Linked DNA regions of Mus musculus: regions 1, 2, 3, 4, 5 and 7 are each linked to region 6. Evidence: chromatin contacts called from public Hi-C, HiChIP or PLAC-seq and promoter capture Hi-C data. All regions are on one chromosome and are shown on one strand. The core of a region is the stretch at or near the end of the contact, and the rest is flanking DNA. Distances in the headings are between cores, read along the strand shown.

The links. Promoter capture Hi-C pulls out the DNA fragments that hold promoters and counts their contacts. A called contact is a pair of places that touch in the nucleus more often than the background predicts. HiChIP or PLAC-seq counts read pairs in DNA pulled down with a chosen protein or histone mark.
Region 1: a contact with region 6 is called in a promoter capture Hi-C map of hippocampal neurons, with 15 times the contacts expected there. The contact joins the enhancer-like site here to the promoter of Qk in region 6. A contact is called at or near these places in 5 of 39 promoter capture datasets (the HPC-7 cell line, HPC-7-derived erythroid cells, cranial neural crest and 3 more), 5 of 484 Hi-C or Micro-C datasets (cerebellar granule neurons, cerebellum, cerebral cortex and 2 more) and 8 of 115 datasets of contacts at active chromatin or transcription factors (SST interneurons, embryonic forebrain, embryonic hindbrain and 4 more).
Region 2: a contact with region 6 is called in an H3K27ac HiChIP or PLAC-seq map of acute myeloid leukemia, with 4 times the contacts expected there. The contact joins the promoter of 1700010I14Rik here to the promoter of Qk in region 6. A contact is called at or near these places in 5 of 39 promoter capture datasets (the C10 cell line, the HPC-7 cell line, embryonic stem cells and 2 more), 2 of 484 Hi-C or Micro-C datasets (CD4 T cells and Th1 cells), 5 of 115 datasets of contacts at active chromatin or transcription factors (SST interneurons, acute myeloid leukemia, astrocytes and 2 more) and 1 of 9 other capture datasets (adipose tissue).
Region 3: a contact with region 6 is called in a promoter capture Hi-C map of hippocampal neurons, with 11 times the contacts expected there. The contact joins the enhancer-like site here to the promoter of Qk in region 6. A contact is called at or near these places in 4 of 39 promoter capture datasets (the 3T3-L1 cell line, the C10 cell line, hippocampal neurons and 1 more), 2 of 484 Hi-C or Micro-C datasets (cerebellar granule neurons and cerebral cortex) and 6 of 115 datasets of contacts at active chromatin or transcription factors (the NIH/3T3 cell line, acute myeloid leukemia, embryonic forebrain and 3 more).
Region 4: an H3K4me3 HiChIP or PLAC-seq map of forebrain shows a contact between it and region 6, with 17 times the contacts expected there. The contact joins the enhancer-like site here to the promoter of Qk in region 6. A contact is called at or near these places in 9 of 39 promoter capture datasets (the 3T3-L1 cell line, the HPC-7 cell line, HPC-7-derived erythroid cells and 5 more), 20 of 484 Hi-C or Micro-C datasets (adipose-derived mesenchymal stem cells, cardiomyocytes, cerebellar granule neurons and 10 more) and 9 of 115 datasets of contacts at active chromatin or transcription factors (SST interneurons, VIP interneurons, astrocytes and 6 more).
Region 5: a contact with region 6 is called in a Hi-C map of cortical neurons, with 3 times the contacts expected there. The contact joins the enhancer-like site here to the promoter of Qk in region 6. A contact is called at or near these places in 3 of 39 promoter capture datasets (the 3T3-L1 cell line, second pharyngeal arch cranial neural crest and stem cell-derived epiblast-like cells), 1 of 484 Hi-C or Micro-C datasets (cortical neurons) and 3 of 115 datasets of contacts at active chromatin or transcription factors (SST interneurons, embryonic forebrain and forebrain).
Region 7: an H3K27ac HiChIP or PLAC-seq map of extraembryonic endoderm stem cells shows a contact between it and region 6, with 6 times the contacts expected there. The contact joins the promoter of Agpat4 here to the promoter of Qk in region 6. A contact is called at or near these places in 8 of 39 promoter capture datasets (the 3T3-L1 cell line, 3T3-L1-derived adipocytes, the C10 cell line and 5 more), 1 of 484 Hi-C or Micro-C datasets (B cells) and 7 of 115 datasets of contacts at active chromatin or transcription factors (epiblast stem cells, extraembryonic endoderm stem cells, forebrain and 4 more).

What each region holds. Positions count from the first base shown.
Region 1 is chr17:11,911,846-11,914,545 of GRCm38.p6, forward strand. The region is part of intron 9 of Prkn (parkin RBR E3 ubiquitin protein ligase); the gene reads left to right. Among named protein-coding and RNA genes, the nearest start is that of D17Ertd648e, 30 kb to the left of the region's middle. Within about 2 kb of position 1,391, at least 35 of the 459 cell types and tissues checked have an H3K27ac peak or open chromatin away from gene starts, as enhancers often do. A contact at or near this core is called in SST interneurons, cerebellar granule neurons, cerebellum and 5 more, where this site is marked.
Region 2 is chr17:8,986,931-8,989,630 of GRCm38.p6, forward strand. 1700010I14Rik (RIKEN cDNA 1700010I14 gene) reads left to right here and starts at 1,403. Exons shown (of 10, transcript NM_025851.3): 1 at 1,403-1,491. The coding sequence starts at 1,467.
Region 3 is chr17:9,233,991-9,236,690 of GRCm38.p6, forward strand. No RefSeq gene overlaps it. Among named protein-coding and RNA genes, the nearest start is that of 6530411M01Rik, 67 kb to the left of the region's middle. Within about 2 kb of position 1,336, at least 15 of the 459 cell types and tissues checked have an H3K27ac peak or open chromatin away from gene starts, as enhancers often do. A contact at or near this core is called in cerebral cortex and hippocampal neurons, where this site is marked.
Region 4 is chr17:11,610,323-11,613,022 of GRCm38.p6, forward strand. All of the region lies in intron 6 of Prkn (parkin RBR E3 ubiquitin protein ligase), which reads left to right. Among named protein-coding and RNA genes, the nearest start is that of Gm41525, 53 kb to the right of the region's middle. Within about 2 kb of position 1,374, at least 14 of the 459 cell types and tissues checked have an H3K27ac peak or open chromatin away from gene starts, as enhancers often do. A contact at or near this core is called in SST interneurons, cerebral cortex, cortical neurons and 1 more, where this site is marked.
Region 5 is chr17:11,857,875-11,860,574 of GRCm38.p6, forward strand. All of the region lies in intron 9 of Prkn (parkin RBR E3 ubiquitin protein ligase), which reads left to right. Among named protein-coding and RNA genes, the nearest start is that of D17Ertd648e, 24 kb to the right of the region's middle. Within about 2 kb of position 1,362, at least 6 of the 459 cell types and tissues checked have an H3K27ac peak or open chromatin away from gene starts, as enhancers often do. A contact at or near this core is called in SST interneurons and cortical neurons, where this site is marked.
Region 6 is chr17:10,318,084-10,320,802 of GRCm38.p6, forward strand. Qk (quaking) reads right to left here and starts at 1,278. Exons shown (of 8, transcript NM_001159517.1): 1 at 649-1,278. The coding sequence starts at 790. Gm46608 reads right to left here. Exons shown (of 1, transcript XM_017317774.2): 1 at 1,568-2,719. The coding sequence starts at 2,262. The coding sequence ends at 1,636. Cahm (colon adenocarcinoma hypermethylated RNA) reads left to right here and starts at 1,836. Exons shown (of 1, transcript NR_037588.1): 1 at 1,836-2,719.
Region 7 is chr17:12,117,924-12,120,623 of GRCm38.p6, forward strand. It overlaps Agpat4 (1-acylglycerol-3-phosphate O-acyltransferase 4 (lysophosphatidic acid acyltransferase, delta)), which reads left to right and starts at 1,361. Exons shown (of 9, transcript NM_026644.2): 1 at 1,361-1,492.

The DNA.
Region 1 (2,700 bases), core at 141-2,640, 1.6 Mb after region 6:
CACTAAAGTTGGATCTCCTTGTAACGTAATTAAGAAGATAAACCCCTCCCTAAACACAATACCCAGAGGACAATAGTAACTTCCAGCTCTCACGAGTGTGGACCCGAAAGCAACAGGCTGGTGCCTCGTAGCATTTACAGGTTCAGTCAGCAGCGGAAGCAGCGTGGGCTTGTCACTAGCCGAAGCCTGTGGAACTTCCCGCACTCAGTTTGTGTTTGAGTCTAAAAAGATTGGTACTTAGCCTCTACCCATTTAAGCCTGTCACTTTAAGGCCACGACTTTGGACATATTCCCCATTATGCAGCCTAGCGTTGCTCCATCAGTTTGTCAGGCGCACCTGCTCTGACTTGACTTCACTGGCAAGGACACAGAGTAGGACAGGACTGTCACTTATGTGGATCTCTAAAGTGGCTTCCCTTACATAGCAATATTTAATTCACTTCTCAGCAGCACAGATGTGTGACAGCTGCTGTTGGTTAAATGTTTACTATATGACAGATCTTGTGCTAAGTTCCATCTCACTTAATCCTCCCAGTAATTTTAAGGGAAAGGTGGCTTTGGGGGGCGGAGGGGTGGAGTAACCTGAACCACACAGAGTGACGTAAGGAAATGAGAAAGAGCTGTGTCTTTAAGTTCTAGATGGTCAGCTCTGAGGTACATGCCTTTATTTAATGTCCTATCACCACAAGATGTGCGCACACGCGCGCACACACACGGGGGGGGGGGAGATTTATTTGTATCAAGTAATCACTAATAAATCTAATAAATTGCTTCTCTGAAATCCATCTGTACCCCCTACCTTCTCCCCTAAGAATACTAGAAACTTCTTTCTAGAGCCAGCCTAAAGTGTACTCCATTGCATCCTGCCGTGGAGCAACAGAGAAAGCTTTGGGGAAATAAATACACACGGGTCCTTAGGAACAGCTCTGCTGACAGTGGCATATAAGACTTTCTAAGAGGAGAAGAAAAAATAACTTAAAGTATTCTAAAGAAATCAGCTCACGCCTCCGTGACCTGAGCACACTGGTTTCTAGCAGAAGCCTACAGACTCTATCTACCTCGGAACCTGAGTAGTAGGTGGCTCACAAAAGGAAGTGGCCCGCGCAGGAGCCAGGTCTCCTTCCCTTCGTGCGCACCGGCCTTATTTCTGTCAGCTGCTCTTCGGTTCTCCAGCTCACCGAGAGGAGGTGAAGTCCCGTGTCATTGTATTGTAATGGCTGGCCTGCAGTCCTCTGGATTGTACATTAGGTTGAAATGTTCTAACTGCTACCTTCTTTCTGGGGCTTCAAGCCCCTGCAGGGACAGATGGACAAGCAGAACCCAGCAGCTACAAGGGAATTGGACGCCCGGTTAAAAGTAATTGGAAGCAGCGTGGCAGGAGCCATTGGAAGGCAAATGAATCCAGAGCTCCATGCTCGCATAATCAGCTGGGAGCTCCCGCGGAGCGGAGCGGAGGGAAAGCTCTTTCCTTTCCGGGATGGTTGGTTTGTAAAGGCTTGCCTTCTCTCAGCCGCTAAGCCAAGCCTTGACAACGCAAGGAGGAAATTTACCGGGAATGTCATAGTAATAACTATCTAGAAATCTCTGCATCAATAATTCATGAATTTGATCTCTAGGAGGTTAATTTAAAAAAAAAAAATTAAAATTAAAAAAAGTCTCCGGGAATAATAAATTGAATTATTATTATAATCATTATTATATAGCTCATTTGAAAGGAAAATCATGACAGTGGTACTGCTCTGACTTTTGCCGGCATGAAGACTGTGACTTTACGGCAAGGAGACTAAAATACAGAACTTGTCAATAATATAAGTCCCGTTAAGACAAGGAAGAAAGGGGAGTGGGAGGGAGATAAAATGACGGAGTGGGAGGGAGATAAAATGACGAGTGAGGCAGGAGTGCACTCAGGCAGGCTTATTTCCCAGGCCCCTTTGAACAGTGTTGGGAGAATTCTGAAGACACCCCTCTCTCCACCCCGCAACCCGAGTTCCTTTTTCCTCTCCCAGCTCCCCTTCCCTGAGGTATGCCTTTACAATGAGTAAAATTTAGGCAGAGTTAGCCAGCAGCCTGTTCACTTCCTAGGATCTGTATCCGTTTCAGACACCCTCGTTTCTCTTCACTGTCCAGTGTGGCCAGTCATTTCCTCTCTGTCAACACGTTCTTCTGGCTTTAATGGCCTCATGGTCCTCCTATACATCTCTAAATTTGCTGTCAAACTTAATTTCATGTACTCTTCTTGTAACTCTCAAAGATGCAAAGAGAAAGACCACCGACCCAAATCACCATGCCAAATTAATTAAATCAAACAGTTAATTAAAGCAAGCCTTTTTTTATTCACATACACGGGCTGTCTCTCCCTAAAAATATGGTTCAAGAGATCAACATTGTATGTGAGGAAGACATTTGTACAGCAAAGAGGTAGGGAGTTCCCAAGTGTGGGGCTTGGCAGAGAAAATAGGCAGGCTTAGAGAAGCAGACCTTAGCAAGGTGGCCATAACAAGGCAGTCATAACAACCTTTGAGAAAAAGGTATGGTTGCAAGGTCATTGATGATTACAACTTTCTGAAACAAAAACGTGATTGTCACTTCCTGGATGAGGGAGTTACGTGGGGCAGAGCCCAGTCTTGAGAAATAGATTCCTGCCATAAACAGGAATGAGAACCTAGTCTGTCCTTACTATAAAATAGCTTTTAAGCCCAA
Region 2 (2,700 bases), core at 153-2,652, 1.3 Mb before region 6:
TAACTCACTTGTAGGCAAGTCTGTGAGACATTTTCCTTGATTAGTGATTGATATGGAAGGGTCCACTATGGGTGGTGCCACACCCTAGGCCGGTGGTCCCGACTGTGGAATAAATGAGCCTGAGCAAGCCACAGGAAGCAAGGCAGTAAGCAGTACTCCTCTGTGGCCTTCTGCATCATCAGCTCCTGCCTCCAGGTTTCTGCCCAGTTTGAGTTCCAATTTCCTTCAAGGTCAGAGTAAACTGAAATAAACACCCTCCTTCCCAAGTTGCTTTTGGTGATAGTGTTTATGACAGCAATAGAAACCCAAGACAGAGGTAGACTGTGTGTACATGTGCTCTACCTCCTCCAACACCACCATCTCTGCCCTGAGCCTCACGGGGAAGGGGTCAGGGTGTGTGGCTCGGTGGTAGGGCATTCGTTTGCCTCTGAAGAGTGGGTTCCAGCCTGGCACTGTGGAAAAGTTGCTAGTTCCCTTTCATATCAAACCAGGCTGAAAGGGTCAGAATTCACTGCCCGAGTCATAGGTTAAGGTTATAGGTCACCTGGGACTAGGTGCAACTCTGTTCTTCCTGGCTTTCCATAGCACTTAGCCATTGCTGCTCAAAACTCTTCCCTGGGTGAACGCAGGTGTCTGGTCCTTCCATTCCTCTGCCTTCAGGAGCCACCCCCTCCCCCACGTGGGGACAACATGGGCAGTGAGCCAGGGATTTGCTTCCACAAAAATCCACCTTAGTTTTGACAGGTCGTTGCAGTGATAATAATTGAATATACTTCTCCTTCAATCACTTTGATAGACGACTAAACAATAGGAGGGAATATGGGTTTTACTATATTCTTAAGAATCGACACATATTTGACCCTTGACGTTCTGATTTTTGTCACCTAAGGGATAGAATGATTACGCTGACATAAGCCATGATTTGGAAGAATTTTTTTTTCGGCCGTAGGGTGGGGGGGGGGGGGAGATTAACATTTTCCAGAAGTAGGGGAGGTGCCGCTCTTACTAGCACATGCCTTGTGCAAACCAGAGTTCTTCCCTTTCTGTCTGAACTCGAGGATCTGAGTTGGTGACCCTATCGCGTGTCCAGAAACACCTCAGCCCTCCTCTTTAGCATCCCGTGTGCTCTGGTTCTTGCGTCTAGAACCAAGGACTGCAGCGGGGGCACATTCACTGGGGACACCAGTTATCTTTTGTCCCATGCTCTGTAATGAATCTTGCCTAGTTTTGTTTTGCAAAGTAAAACCAGTGAGCATCCCTCCAGGGCTCCCAGACCTGGCTGGGGAAGGTGGCAGACTCCTGGCTATTCTGTTATTCTGCCACCCTGTGGCCGGGCGCCAGAGTTACACTGAGGGGGAGGGGCTAGGAATATTTACTGTTTCCATGGCAACTGCAGCTTCCGTTGGCAACTGCAGCTTCCGTTGGCAACTGCAGCTTCCGTTGGCAGCGAGCCGACCAGAGGGGCAATGGCTGAGGATCAGGAACCTGACTGTAAGTGGTCTGCCTCTATTTTTGTGGGTTTTGACCCGGTTGATGTTTGTCCAGGAAAGCTGGTTTCTCAGAAGTGGTTTTGAAAGTAAAAACCTTTCTGGTGGCAGGAAGTCAGCTCCTGGATCAGGAGGGTTTGCTTGGACCCAGCGACTCAGACCTTTCAGAAGCTTAAGGAAGCTGGCTACTTCTGTCCTCAACCGGAAACAGAGAGCAAAGAACACACGCGCACCATTTCTCCACTCAGCTCCAGGACCCCGCCAGGAAACAGAGTGGGTCTTCCCACCTCAGCCCATTTAAGAAAACCCCTCAGGTCATGGCCACAGGACAACTTCATCTAGACAATTTCTTTTGAGAGTTCCTTCCTGGATTCTATTTTGTGTCAGACTGATAATCAAAAGTAACTATCACCTTGGTATGTGTGTTATAGGATGTGTGTAAAGGCGTATGGAGTGTGTGTGTGTAAAAGTACCTTGGAGGGAAAGGGATGGAGGGGCTCACCATACTCGTTCAGTGCTTTTTGTTTTGAAGCTGAGAGTTTTGCAAAACTTCCTGTACCACACCGCTCTCTTGGTATGTGACTTACAGGTCAGAGAGGCAGGCAGGCAAGCAGGTGTCTGTTTCGAATACATAGATGATTGTCCACACATAATAAAAGTAGGGAACAGCTCACATGTAATAAATCTAACAACCTAACAGTCTAGCTCTAAGTGACACCACCAGTATTGAGAGGCAGAGTTCACTCAGGGAATATTGCTAGAGCAACAGGTTGCAAGTCTACTGTCCTAGTGCACAGCCAACCCCCATATCCACATGCAGTGATGTGGAGGTCATTGACATTGATGGGACACTGACAACACTGCAGATGTCCCTTGAGAGTGACGAGGCTAACTGGTAACAGCCTCAGTTGTGCTTAGCCAGGTCAGCCCGCATGCTAGACACTCAACACACACAAGGCTCAGAGCCAGGCCATTGGCAGGACATCTGCTGGGAGACATGGTCTCTTGTCATTAGAGTAAGCATGTGGCTCATGTCTGCTGAGGTACATTGGAGACCAGTATCTGTAGAGCTTCCTGAACCTGGACTTTTATGACCCTTCTGAGGCTGGTCTAGTTTTTGCATGTATGGTGTGCATGTGTGTGTTGGTCAGTACCTTGGAGAGAGGTATCCCCCCTATAAAACCCTACAACACAGACACCAAGGGGATAGTTA
Region 3 (2,700 bases), core at 86-2,585, 1.1 Mb before region 6:
AGGATGTAGGGCCAAGAATAACCAAGATACTTCTGGAAGTGTAATATGCAAGAGACTGGATTGATCCAGTGTTGCCCTGGGGAATTCAGTAGCACAATTTAGAGGTGGCACTGAGTGTTGCCCTGGGGAATTCAGTAGCACAATTTAGAGGTGGCACTGAAGTAATGATAAGTAAACCTGAAGTGGTAGCAAGGGAAAATATCAGAGAGAGAGCCACCCACCCATCACTAAATTTCCTGCCTACTGTTTTATTTTTTGTCTCTTGCTCATGGCTTCACTTTTAAAATACTTCCAATGGTCTACAAAAATGCATGGATAATATAACCATATTTCTGTAGAAGTTAAAAAAGATGTTCCTTTTAAGTAAGTGAGAATTTAAAAGAAAGTAATTTATAAAAAAATGCTTTTTAATGCATAAAGAAATGAGGGCACATATATTCAAACAAACAGCAAACTCTATTATAATAAATTATGATTAGTTATGTGCTTGCCACCAATTATATTTATAAGTGAACGAACTTTAATTGCAGTCCACATGCTTTTTCAGGACTGACAGTTTGAAGCTGATGAATAAGGATGGTTGTGCCTATTAACGACACAAACTTATTAAAGTTACAAATGCCAACTGATTCAGGGTCTGTGGTTGCTAAGCCGGGTTTGACATGTACCATGAGGGGTGTGGCTGCTGGTATAATTTTCTGAAGTTATGAATGGCTTTTGGTAAACGAATCAAGCAGAGTGAATGCTTCCTAAAACCTTTGCTAATTATATTTCTGGCTAAGCCCACTATGTGAAATTCACCTAAAATGTTTTTAGACCAATGACCATTTGAGAACACTGGCTAATTTGTGCCGTGCTTCAAATGGCCACCTTGGTCTCATAGCTTTCTGCTTACTGGTAAAGCACAGAAACAATCCCTTGTGTGTCCTACCACCCTCAAAGAACATTCTCTGAGATTCTTTCCCTAAACTTTAAAAGATAATCCCTTCTAGAGGGTTCAGGCGTGTACCTGCAAGACAAACACATTGGAAGCCTGAGTGGTGGGGCTGTCATTTAGCTGTGACTTTTATTATAATAGATGGTTTGACATTTAACCTAAGCCTTGATGTGGCATAGATTCTTGGCCCCCTCCCATTTCTTGGGTTCCATTCAGCTAAGGAATCAGAGTGGTCCAGGTGGTCTTATAGTCGTCACTTGGCTCTGTCCCGTAGCCCCATGGGTAGCAGTGGCTTCTGTTTTGCCTGTGTTTCTGGGAGCAGCCTGCCCGCCTCTCAGATATGCTCCCAGCAAGAGCCTCTGTGATATATTAAGGATCCTTGTTCACCAACTGAAAGCAACCATCTGTTACGAATGCTGACACATTTGTTCTGATAGAAGCTTTGGGAAGAAATATAACAGCTATGGCGTGGGAGTGAGGACCCAGAAGCTAGCAGAGCAGGGACCCCAGGAAGACACCAAGGACATCTGCAGGAACCCAGCAAGAGCAGAACACTGATAAATGTTGCTGGAAGTCTCAGCTGAAACACTAAGCACGAGCACCTGCCTGACTTGGGTCCTGGGCCATCCAGGGCTCACATGGACATGCTTTGGCAGGCATGGCTCTCCCTCTTGAAGTAAACAGTTCTGATAGGAAGGGGGACGCTGGCTTGGGATTAGTCAGCTTAGTGTGAGACTGCTTAGTGTCAAACTTTGTGTTTTATCTCCAGAGGTGCATAAGCCAGGTGCTATGGAACATGCTTAGATCCATGAGACTCCATCTTAAGAACACAGAAGAAAGCCAAATTATGTCACTGGAAACTTGCCATCTTTTAGGGCATAAGATGGAACTTATTTTCCCCAAAGCTTGATATGGCTGATGGGAAGTTACTGATCAGGGAAGTCAGGACAGCTTTTGTGGCAATGAACCCTCAATCCGGCACAGAAAAGGGTATGGTGGGCAGAAACAGCTGTCTCCCATACCCACCCAAAAATCTCTGCCCCTTGAATCTATTGTATTGAAAAAGGCAGTGGAGGCTGCAAATAGAACTGGCATCTTAATAGACTCATCCTGGACAAGAAGATGCCCTCTCTGTATGGACCGTTGTAACGGCGAAGGTCCTTATGTGGAAAGGGTTGAGAGAGAACCTCAGTTTTCCACTGACGGTGCTTGAAGGTGGAAAGAGGCCCCAAACACACCATGCTAAAGCCTCTCAAAGCTGGACAAGGCAAGGGAGAGTTGATGCCCAAGTCTCCTGAGGGGTAAGTGGTCCTGTAGAGACCCCAATTTTATATCTGTTTCCTCCAACTGATGGTAATGCCCTCTTGCTTCAAGCCAATGAGATGTGGGATGCCCCTGACAGCCCTAGCTTTCTTCGTGATACACAGCAGTAAGTTATGTAGCTGAGGAGTAGTGATGGATCAGGAGAGACTGTAGGAGTCTGTCTTCATCACATGGTGAATTCTATCTGTGTCTGTGGTCGTAACAACTGGGGCATGTAAGTCCTAGGCTCTGCTAAGAATATGTTGTGAACGGTGTCTAGGTAAGGTGACTTTTGCCTAAGGTCTGATAATTTTTATGTCAGACCCCAAATTTTGTATAGGTCAAAGGAATGGCATTATTGAGAGGGGGGAGTTTTGAAGAATAATGATTTACAGGCACACAGGATTAATTACATGGGAAAACAAGCAAACTTGGAGTCAGATGCATCTTAGGAAAAAAAT
Region 4 (2,700 bases), core at 124-2,623, 1.3 Mb after region 6:
TCTGGACCATGAGGGGCACAGATCCAGTCCCAAGGCCTCCCGTGAGCAGGCACCTTTGTGGCTTTTTTTTTTTTTTTTTTTTTTTTTAGGGCTAAAGCTGAGGTTTTAGAATTTGATCATGTGTTAAGAGTTTATGGGATCATTTCAGAGAAATTTCTTTCTTTCATGTCTAAAGGTTTCAGACTTTAAAGTATATATTGTATATTGAACAGATTCCTCCCTGTGCTTCCTGCCATTTCTCACCCCTCCACACTGCTGTTTATCCTTTTGTCTCCATAAAGGGTTGTACCTGACTACCAGTGCAGGTACCCACGGAAGCCAGAGGTGTGACATGCCCCAGGAGCTGCAGCTCTAGGTAACTGTGAGGCTGGGAGCAGAAATCAGGTCCTCTGCAAGAACAGAAAGTTCTCTTAATCCCTGAGCCATCTCTCCAGCCCTGAACAAATTTCTTAATATCCTGGTATGTTAGGTTGACTTTGTTCACTCGGTTGGACTAAGAAACACCACTCAGGGAATCAATGAAGCATACCTTGGGTGTGTCTGTGATAGCAAAGTGAAGTGAAAAGCCTTTCTATGGGCAAAGCCCATGAGTGAATAAAAAGAGTGAAAGGAAAGAGGAAGAAGCCTGTAGCACATCCTACTTTCTCTGTTTCCCATTCCAGAGATGAGGCATCTCAGCCACCAACATCAAGCTACCCTGTCCGCCATGCCTTCCTTTCTCCCAACCCCAATCAAATGTACCCTCCATCTTGTAACCACACAATCAATTCACGAAGACAGTAAGAAAATAGAGTCTCTCCCTCTAATGTGTTAAGGAAGTTTGTAATTCTGTACCAGGCTACATTCATAGGTATCCTGGGGTTCATGTGCCCCCACAGACTATAGGTCGAACTCACAGGCTGAAAGCTGTATGAGCAGTTATTCCTATACTTCCTTTAATCAAAATTGCTGCAGCTAGTGGCTCTGGGATCCTCACACCTATCCCCCAGACAGACAGATTGACATTCGCCTTTGTTTGACCAAATATTTTGTAAACTATCTCCCTGCTGTTAGGTTCTTATTGCCCACAGCCCATCCTTCGAGAACAGATGCTGGGGTGTTTCCAGCCGTTTATGCTTGAATAAGGACATACGTTTTAAAAGACAAATAGGGGAATTCAAGGAGTCCTAGGACCTATGAGTGAGGTCCGTGGGACTGAAGACTTTCTTACAGCAGCTCAAAGTTCATTTTACATTATCAGTTCTCCGTTGCTACCTGAACTTGGCCTCACTGCAAGAAAAGCGAATTTTAATGCACCGACACGCGGCACATGTGGGCAGTGGCCCCACCTAGGGGCAGAACGGTGTATTTTCTTTCTGTCTTCTCTTCCTGTTTATTCATTTTCTGAGTTGAAGAATGGAAAAGCTCACAGACTTGCAGACCAGGGAATTTTCCATCAGCCTATCCAGAAAGCTGGAGGATGTTTGAAGGAGACATCACTTGGAACAAAAGACTGGCCACAGCACATTTTTTTTCCCCTTAGGATGTCACCAACAAATTGGCTGCCCTGTGCCACACCCACCCCCTACCCCCATGCCCCGATTTGTCTAGAAGCACGGCTGAGGGGGAGCAGGAATGAGTTAATAGTGTGAGCCATTGACTGTCACAGGGGTGCGGGCGAGAACTGCATTGGAGGAAGGCGAGCCAGATCCACAGTTGAATGGGCTCACCCGATTCACAGATGTGGCATCAGTAACTCTGGGGTTCACATAGCTTCACTCTCTATGGAAGCTTGGGAGCAGAAAAGCCTGAGAAGCTAGGAACCGAACAGCTCTCCCAGACATAGGGATGTGACGGGGGAGGGAGTGGCCAGAGGAGCTTACAAGTGGATGGGAAGTCTTCCTTCCCACATTTTTTTCCTCCCAGGTATCTTAGCTGATCATAATGTTTATTTCAGAGGGAAGAAAGCCCTCACTCAGAGACTTGAAACCACATATCCTTCACAACTCAGAGAAAACGCTGAAGGTTGAAAGTACCTGTTTATCAAAGGGAACCTATGTTACCTCCGTTCTTGTTCGTGCAAGCTCACTGTGTTCTCATTCACACTTCACTGAGCATGAGATGACAAAACTGTACACTGATTGCATGTACGAGGCCAGACTCAATCCAGGCCACTCGGCTGACAGTTTCAACCCAATCATATATGGAAACTCCCTTGCATCAGGGCTGAAAACAGGTTAGGGAACTCACATCACTGGCATCAGGAGCCTGTGTGTGCTACAGGTGAATATGAGATTCCTGGAACATGGTGGGGAGTTAGAGAGAGGGGGTGAGGGAGTCATGGGAGGAAGAGGTGGAGAGACAGGAAGAGGAGGGCAGGAGAGAGCCCTTGGTGCTCCCGACAGAATTTGAAGAGTGATGATCTAAATCCATCCTGAAGCCGATTGTAGGAGCGCTGTCTAGAGCCTGTTGTCTCAGTGGCTAAAGCCAGCAAGAATGGCAAATGCTAGCAAGCATCTCTCCCTCCCCAGCGCCCGCCCTCACCCCTGTGTGTGTGTGTGTGTGTGTGTGTGTGTGTGTGTGCGTGCGTGTGTGTGTGTGTGTGTGCGCACGCACGCTGTGTGCCATGTATGGAGTGTTTAAGACAACTGGAAATGCCTCTGTGGGCAGCTTAAACCTACAGGCATTGCAAGCCGCCCACCTTCTCTGTGAGTTATAATG
Region 5 (2,700 bases), core at 112-2,611, 1.5 Mb after region 6:
AAGAGACCTTTAAAAGCATATTTTTTATAAATGTGTTTTTATTTCACGTGCATTGGGGTTTCACCTGCACGTATGTCTGGATGAGGGTGTGGAATCCCCGAGAACTGGAGCTACAGACAACTGTCTCCATCCCGTGGGTAGTGGGAATTGAACCCGGGTCCTCTGGAAGACTGTTAACCACTGAGCCATCACTCCTCCTCTAAATACTCTTCCTCTGTATTTTGCTAAGGAAATGAGAAGGCATTTCTTTAGGCCCTCAACTGTCCCCCTTTCTTTAACAGATAGTGCCTGCGTAGCAGGGAGCTGGGTCAAAGGGCAACACTGTGGCATGTGCCTCAGTCCCTCATCAACACAGGCCCCTCCTGAGTCCTGTAAGGCAAAGCTGTTACTCTGCACTGCATTCCTCAGAACGGGTCTTAAAGTCTCGCAAGCTCTAAGTTGTCAACCCAGCATTAAACCTAGATTCACAGACACAGGCAGAGTATGGTCATGCTGCATGGGGGCGGAAAAAAAAAAGTACGGTGACTTTGATCTTATTGGGGATTTTAGTGAAGTGAGAGTCTGACCCTTACCTTCAGTCTTTGTGTAGGGGAGGAGTCAGTGAAGATGCAAAGATTTAAGTTATGATTGAATTAAAACTCAAAATAGCTGGTAGGACACAGAGCCCTTTATCCATACGCTGAATTTAGAAATGAAAAGGCAACAGGCATTCGCTGATGTGAGGGCGAGGGGGGTGGTTCTCTGTGTTCTTCCTGAGGTTGGTTTTCAGCTTGGATTGTGCAGCAGGCTCTTCTGTACCCCAGGCTAGCCTTAAACTCAATAGGTAGCCAAGGAAGCCCTCTCCAGAACCATTGGCGTGTGCCACCATGCCTGGCTTCCTTTGCTGCTCTTTAAGGAGATCTTGGTTTATTTTTACGAAAATACATAAATTATAATGAAATATTTTTTGTCAGCTATAATGAGTTGGTTCTTTCAAAAAGAACTGGAGTTAAAATCTAGACTCCACTTGGATGTGGCTCGCACCATGATGTATGCAAGGAGACACCAGACAAGATGAGCATTCATCAGGATGACTAAATAGATGCCATTGAACACAAAAGCTCTAGGCTCTGCCATACTGAACCTACAAACATGCCTCGGGTAGAACCATGCCAAGGTTGATATGTTAATTTTTAATCTATAAAGCGTTTCTCATCAAAAAGCATTTATGAAAGAAAAATCAATGCTAGGAAATGTCAAAAAAATATGCATTCCTTGTTTATTTGACATGTGTCCAAAAATCTAATTTCAACTCCAAGACTGGCTCATTTGCAGATTGGAAATAAGTCTTGCTAGACTTTCTGCCTGTGAGACAGCTTGGAGTGCAAAGATAGAAAGCTTTGGAGAGTATTTATTTTAATTAAAGAAGCCGTTCACAAATGTACAAGCAAGCTCCTGCATACCGTTTCTCTGCAAAGTGTTTGTCAATTGACAAATGTTCCTCGAAAGATAGTTCTGCAATTTGAAGTGTGTGCTTTACAATCCAGCACAGATCTGGCCGTCCTACTTGTCTCTAGTCAGTTTTTGTTTAAATAAAGGGAAGTACTAGTCTGTTTGGATATGAACTATCTTCTGAGATGCTCCTGTGCATGGTCCCCAGCTAGGGTTGCTGTCGAGGGTGATGGGGTAGCTGGGCAGGATGGGTGGCAGGGAAGGAACCACGTCATAGTCAAACGGGGGCATTGGAAGTAGAGACTAGTAGCTGGAAGAAAGTTCCTTGAGCTATCTCTTTGAGAATAATAGCTTGTTCCTAGGCAACCCTCTTCCCTCTGATGTGAGCTGCTTTTCTCCACTCAGCACACAGGAGTGATGTACGACATAGTCACGCGACTATGGATGGAAAGCACCAACACAGTCAGCCTAAACAAACAAACAACAACCAAACAAACAAAAAAACTGTTCTTCCGTTGTACATTTCTTTATCATGCATTTCATCACAGCATCAAAAGGCTAACACAAGTATGAACTAATTTTATCCTTTCAAAATGTTAAGCCCCCAACTCTCTGTGTTAGGGAGGAGTCATCATAGTCACAAACTGACCAAAGACCCCTGGTCTCGCTCTATGAGCTAACAGAGAGCACAGAGCAGTGCAGAATACACTCACTGAAGAGACTACTGAATTTATGGTTTTACTTTGATGATGCTCTGACCTCTCTCTAGGGTCATGATGCTCAACATGCACATATGCTGTTTCTTACATCCAAACTCAATACAACCAACAGTTCAGTTCCTTACAGTAGCCCCATTCTGGGTGCTGAGCAGTCACACAGGGCAGGGAGCAGCTGTATTGCGCGTTATATTTGCGCCTATTTTGTTCTGCTGAAGAACAGTGCAGGTACCATTGCAACACTGGAATGTCCTCTGCTTGACTCCAAACACTTTAACCTCTGCAATGTGTATAACAAGAGAAATCTGGAATACAGGAGTACAGAGCAGGCCAGGCCTGGTGCTCTGGGCATCAAATCCCAGCACTCAGGAGGCAGTCAATTTGAACTATATAGGGACATGGCGGTGGGGGTGAGGGTACATTTTGCAAACCGAGGACCGTGCAACATGGGTTCTTGGGGCTGAGGTGAGGAAATGAGGGGCAGGATTACAGTACAAGTGCAGACTGAAAGTTAATTCAGCCAGGTGGAAACCAAATAAAATGTTACTTTTCT
Region 6 (2,719 bases), core at 28-2,527:
TTTTATCCCCGTCCTTTCAAACTTCCAGCTCCCCGCCCTGCAAACGCAGGCGGCTACGCCGGGAGCGAACCCTCCGCCCCAGTTCTTCCAAACTCGGATTCCGTTCAGGTCTGTCCTCGCGGTATTTCGTACTCCTCCCCCACCACCACCACCACAGACTAAAGAAAAAAAAAAAAGTGAAGTTAAACTCCCAAACAGTTCTCGCTTCCCCAAACAAAAGGACAAAAAGTGTTCTACTCTGTCATTTCGTCCTCGCCTTCGGCCACATAAGCACTACTTTTCTTCGGTACCCTACGTGATTCCTGGACATCTCGGGGTCCGATCGGGTACTGCGGGCCACGCAACTCTACCGAAAAGAGCCCGCTAAGCCGGGGCTCCGCGGGCCAGGCGAGGCGGAGCTCGGGGAATCGCGTGGCCCCGCCGGGCCGGCCGAGATGGCCGGGATGGCGGGGAGCCTAGCCGCCGCGCCGTCGGGAGCCGGCCGCAGCCCCGCAGCCCCGCGCGCTCCCGGGTCCGCCCTCGGGCCTGGCCCGGCCCCGGCCGGGCCGCGAGCCGCCCGCGCCGCCTTTGTGCGCCCGCCCGCCCGCCCGCCTGACCTTCCCGCCGCCCCGCCATCCCGGGCCGCCGCGCCGGGGCCGGGCGCCTCACCTTCGTCCAGCAGCCGCTCGAGGTGGTTGAAGATCCCGCAGAAGTTGGGCAGGCTGCTCATGAGCTTCTTGTCGTTCATCAGCTGCATCAAATAATCTGGGGTGGGCTTCGGCTTCTCCTTCGTTTCCATTTCCCCGACCATATTCCAGGCTCCGCAGCTCACTCCGCCCGCCGCCGCCGCCGCCGGAGGAGAGGAGGGAGGGGCGGGGGCGAGCTCCGGCCGCCGGCCGCTCGGGACGCGGCGTCCCGCTCCGCGCCGGCTCCCGCTCCGGCTCCCGCGCCGAGCCCCGGGGCGGCCGGCTCCGCGCGCCCGCCCGCCCCCCGCAGGCACTTTCGCCCGGCCCGACGCGCCGCGGCCGCCGCTCCTCGGCCGCCCGGCGCGGCTCCCCTCGCGAGGCCGGCGGCAGAGGCGGGTCTCGGGCCGAGCGCGGCGCGGGGCCGCTGCGCCGCGAGGAGCCGGGGGGCCGCTCGTCGGCCGGTCGCGCCGCCTGCGCCGGAGCTCGCGAGTCTGCGGTGCTGTCCGCCGCGGCGCTCCGCGTTACCGCCGCCGCCGCCGCCGCCGCGCTCCGACTGCGCTCCTCCTCTTCCTCCGCGGCTCTCCTCCTCCTCACTCACTTGGCGGCGGAGTTCGCCTCAGTTCAGGCGGCGCCGCCGCCCCTGGCCGCTCGGGCGGGACGGCCGGCGCAGGGCCGGGCCGCGGCGGGGAGGACGCGCGCCGGTGGCCGCCCGCGCGGGGCCGGGGTCGCGGCTGAGGGGGACGCGGGCGGCGGCGCTGGCTCGTCGGCGCGCTGTTGCTGAGGCGGCGGGCGCGGTCGGGTGCGGCGGCTGAGAGGAATCCCGGCGGGACTCTCCGCGACGCGCTGCGCTCGCCGCCGCCCGGGCCTCGCGTCCGCGCGCGTTACTATAGTTTGGGTTTTTTTTTTTTTTCTTAAACCTCTTCGTCCACCTTCCTCGCTACCCCCTCAAAAAAAAAAAAATTTTTTTTTTTTAAACGTCCTGTTGCTTCACTGGGGACTCTCGGGTGGGCGTCACGTGTCCAGACACGTAGCCGAGAGGCTGAGAGCGCGTGCGCGCGTCGAGGACTGTGACCACGCCCCTTCCGAGGGTCGCTCCGCCCCACCTGGCGGAGAGCGCGCCGTGGGGGCGGGGGGTGGGGGGGAAGCGGGCCTGGAGCGCGCCTGCGTGGGGGTGGAGCGGGACGAAGATGGCCTGCGGACGGAGGAGCGGGACCGAACCGTTCTGGCGCGGCGCCCACCTCGCGGGGCGGGAAACCCGGCCGTCGGATCGCTTGGGGTGCGAGGTGGCGGCGGACTGAGTTGGCGTGGGCGCCCACACCGCAAGTGTCTCCGGCGGTAGGGACTCCAGTGAGGTTTCCCCTGGAGCCAGCGCCACGCGTGACGGGCCTCGCGTTGCCGTGGGCTGCGAGGCGGCCCCGGACCGTGGGCGGAGACGGCACACGCGTGCGCACCCACGGGCGTGCGGGCGGGCTCTGTTCCATGCGGCGTGACGCGCGGTTCCGTTAATCCTCACCGCAGGTTCCAGTCCCTGGTGGCGGAGGCGCTGGCTCCTCAGCGGTGCGGCCCCCGCACAAGGGAGCCTGTGTGAGGAGTACATATTCGGGGAAAAAACGAAGTGGCCAACGCCTATTTTTACCTACTTGACAAAAATAAATAAATAAATGACAGGCAGAGGGCCAGGACAGGGGCTTTCTATGGCGTGTAGAGGAAGTTCTGCCGGTTACATTTGTTTCGGAAACAATGTTCCGAATTGCAGCAATGAAGTCCTGCGATTTATAGAAGCTGTCGGTCATTAAATCTGCATCATCCCTGTTTTGTTGCAAGTTCTCTATAACATGCTCCATTAAAATGTAGACAAGATTGTCAAATTAACCATTTTGAGAGTTGGCCCTGGCTATAATTTTCTGGGAATCATCTCACTGTATTTTAAATGTGTACGTAAGCAGGCTAGTTGGATTGCTTTTTTTGTTGTTGTTGTTTTAAACTTTGATTTACGCGATTTCTAAAGAGCATTTTCGAAGTTTGTGTGGTACCAACGGTATTTAAAGCAATTT
Region 7 (2,700 bases), core at 111-2,610, 1.8 Mb after region 6:
GCGTGCGCGCGTGTGTACTTATGTGAGTTTATGTGCACCACATTCATGCAGGTGCCCCTGGCCAACATCAGAGAGTGATGGATTCCGTAGAGTTAAAGGCAATTGTGAGCTGCCAGGTGCCTGAAACTGAACCCTGACTTATTCAAGAGCGGTAAGCACTCTTAAACCCGGAGCCACCTCATCTCTCCAGTACTTATAGGAAACTCTTTACTAACAACTTTTATAGCCCTTGCTAGCCGTTCAAGTTAATTTTTACACCCCACAAATGGGCTTTCGGTTTGGATTCTTCCTTATGCCCTCCACCCTCACTCCATTTGGCTTTGCTCCTCTCACATTCTAGATGATCTTCAGGATGTCAAAGTCCAAACCCTTTTCCTGCTTCTTGAGTACCTTCTTCTTGGCTCCTGTCTGCAGGGCAAGCTATTTGCCGTGCTTCTGCAGCCTGGAGGAGGAACTTCTCAGTACTGCTCGCGCTAGAAAGTAGAGCGACCACGGGGCATTCTTTCTGTAAATATGTAAACATCTGCGACAGTGTCTTGAACAGCCCGTATTTGAAGGGCACTTTAGGCACCCAGAGATTGAATTCACCTTTCCAGGAATGTCACAGACCTGGCCTTTGCGCACTTCCAACACCGCCCCCCCCCCGCCCCCTTAAAGTTTCAGGACTCTGTTCGGTTAATCTGCTCAGACCCTTGCTAACTTAACAAGAGTGTAAATGTCATGTGCATGTGTGTGTTGCCTGCTTGTGCGCACTAGCATGAGTAGGCAGTCCTGGCACCCGCTGGCACCCAGCTTTGGAAGGAGAGCATCCATCCACAGGAGCTCCGGGCATCCTAGGTCTGTTGGTCCTAGTCTCGGGAACGCTGGGCGTGATCTTGGAAGGGGCTTCCGGGCTGGCGGAGTGGTGGCCAGGAGAGGTGAGCAAGGCACTAGAGTGCGCGGGCTTCAGCTTTCATCCTGTTTTCCCCCCACCCCCACCCCCAAACGAAATGGCACAGGGGACTTGGGGCGTGGGGGGGGGGGCAATTTCCAGGGCAGGAGGCCGAGGTTTCTCAGGCTGTTTGCACGGGGATGCAACAGGGCTCTTGAGCTGGGCGAGTGGCGGCAGGCCACTGGGATGGCTTTGTTATCCACGCGGGTGACTACTCGATCCCAATCCCCATCTGGCTCCAACAGGAGGCCGAGCTGGACACTTCTTTACACTCATTGGAAGGAGAGGGTGACTCATGTTACACGGGGTCCGAGCTTCCCTCCCAGTAGCTGCTAAGTCGTAGCTTTAAAAGGAAGTGACATGGGTGGGGAGAGACGTCAGCCGAGGACCACCTTTTTTTCCCTTCCCGAAGGGTCCACCCCTTTGGGTGGAGTCTCGCTTTTTCTTTCCAGTGTTGGCTGACTTACAGCTTCTCTAAAGTAGAGGCAGTTTCTGAACCTCAGGCTCCTGCCTCGCAGTTCTGGCTTGTGAGCACCAATGCAAAGAACTGCCCGGAGCGAGGTAGGTGGTGTTGGTACGATTACCAGGCACCTTCTCCTGGGGTGTGGCGTGTGATGATCGGATGCCCTTCTCTGGCAGGGGTCCCTCTGCTCGGCTGGTTTCCTAGTACTTTGGAAGGGATAGGCTCGGAGCGGGATGCTGGTGGGGTTGGAGCGAATGATGCGGGGGTGGGGGTGGGGGCAGAGGGAGGAGCACCGGGGCTCCGCGACCACTGCTTTGTGCCAGATTGTGAGGAGCTTTCTGGGGGCTCTGCGAGCAGCCCTCCCAGGGTGGAAGCATTTTCTTGGCTACCGTGAAGGTGTAGCGATGGCTCCTGTTACATATACGGGCTCTCTTTTCGTGCAACACGTTCTTCTGTCTCTGGTGTTTCTATGACAACCACAAAAATATACTCCACAAAAATACAGTCCCAATCTAAATTGATTTATTTGTATTTCCTTCCTGGGCTTGGCCTGGCTGGGCCTCGCTGGAACGCAACGTGACTCTGTAGATACCCCCTCCTCTCGTTTTCATTTTGGTTTTTCCCTATCGCAGGAGGGCTGGGGGAGGGGAGTTGTCAAGGAAACAGGCATTTGTAATCACCGCTTTATTTACTTAAATTTAAGCTTCTGGGTTCTCCATCATATGTCGGGATTTTTAAAGGGAGTTCTTTTATGTTTTTGAAGCTTTCCAGTATTAAGGGCAGCTTTTAGAAACTTAACTAATTTCTTAAGACATGATATTGAACAAACTAAGAGGGGCAGGGGGATTTAACTCTTTATAGGAGGATACTGCATTGAAATAAAGTGTTGCAAAGTACCTGATAATTCACACTGGTAAATATGTTATCAGCTGTTCAGGCTCACCCACAAGTCTAAACATGTATAAAACGAGTCTTGGCTCTATTCTGAACTTCATTTAGCCACAAATCAAAGTTCAGTTAGCATAAGAAATGCTAACTACCCAGCTGGGTCTCTAGGGTATTGTTCTGTGGTGCTCTCACCTGGATTACCCAGTGTTTACCCTCTAGTCTTTCCAAACCTGGCACGGATCTGCTCATCTGAAGTTATCACTCAGCATCTCCTACTGGGGGGAAAAAGTTATCTCAAGAGGAGGGAAACGTAGTGTGGATGTGTGCATGTGTGTCTCTGTATATCGGGGGTGGGTGGGTAAGGTTCCTTTTGAGAAAAACAATTAAGACTCCCAAGTTAGAGGTATGATATCCTTCT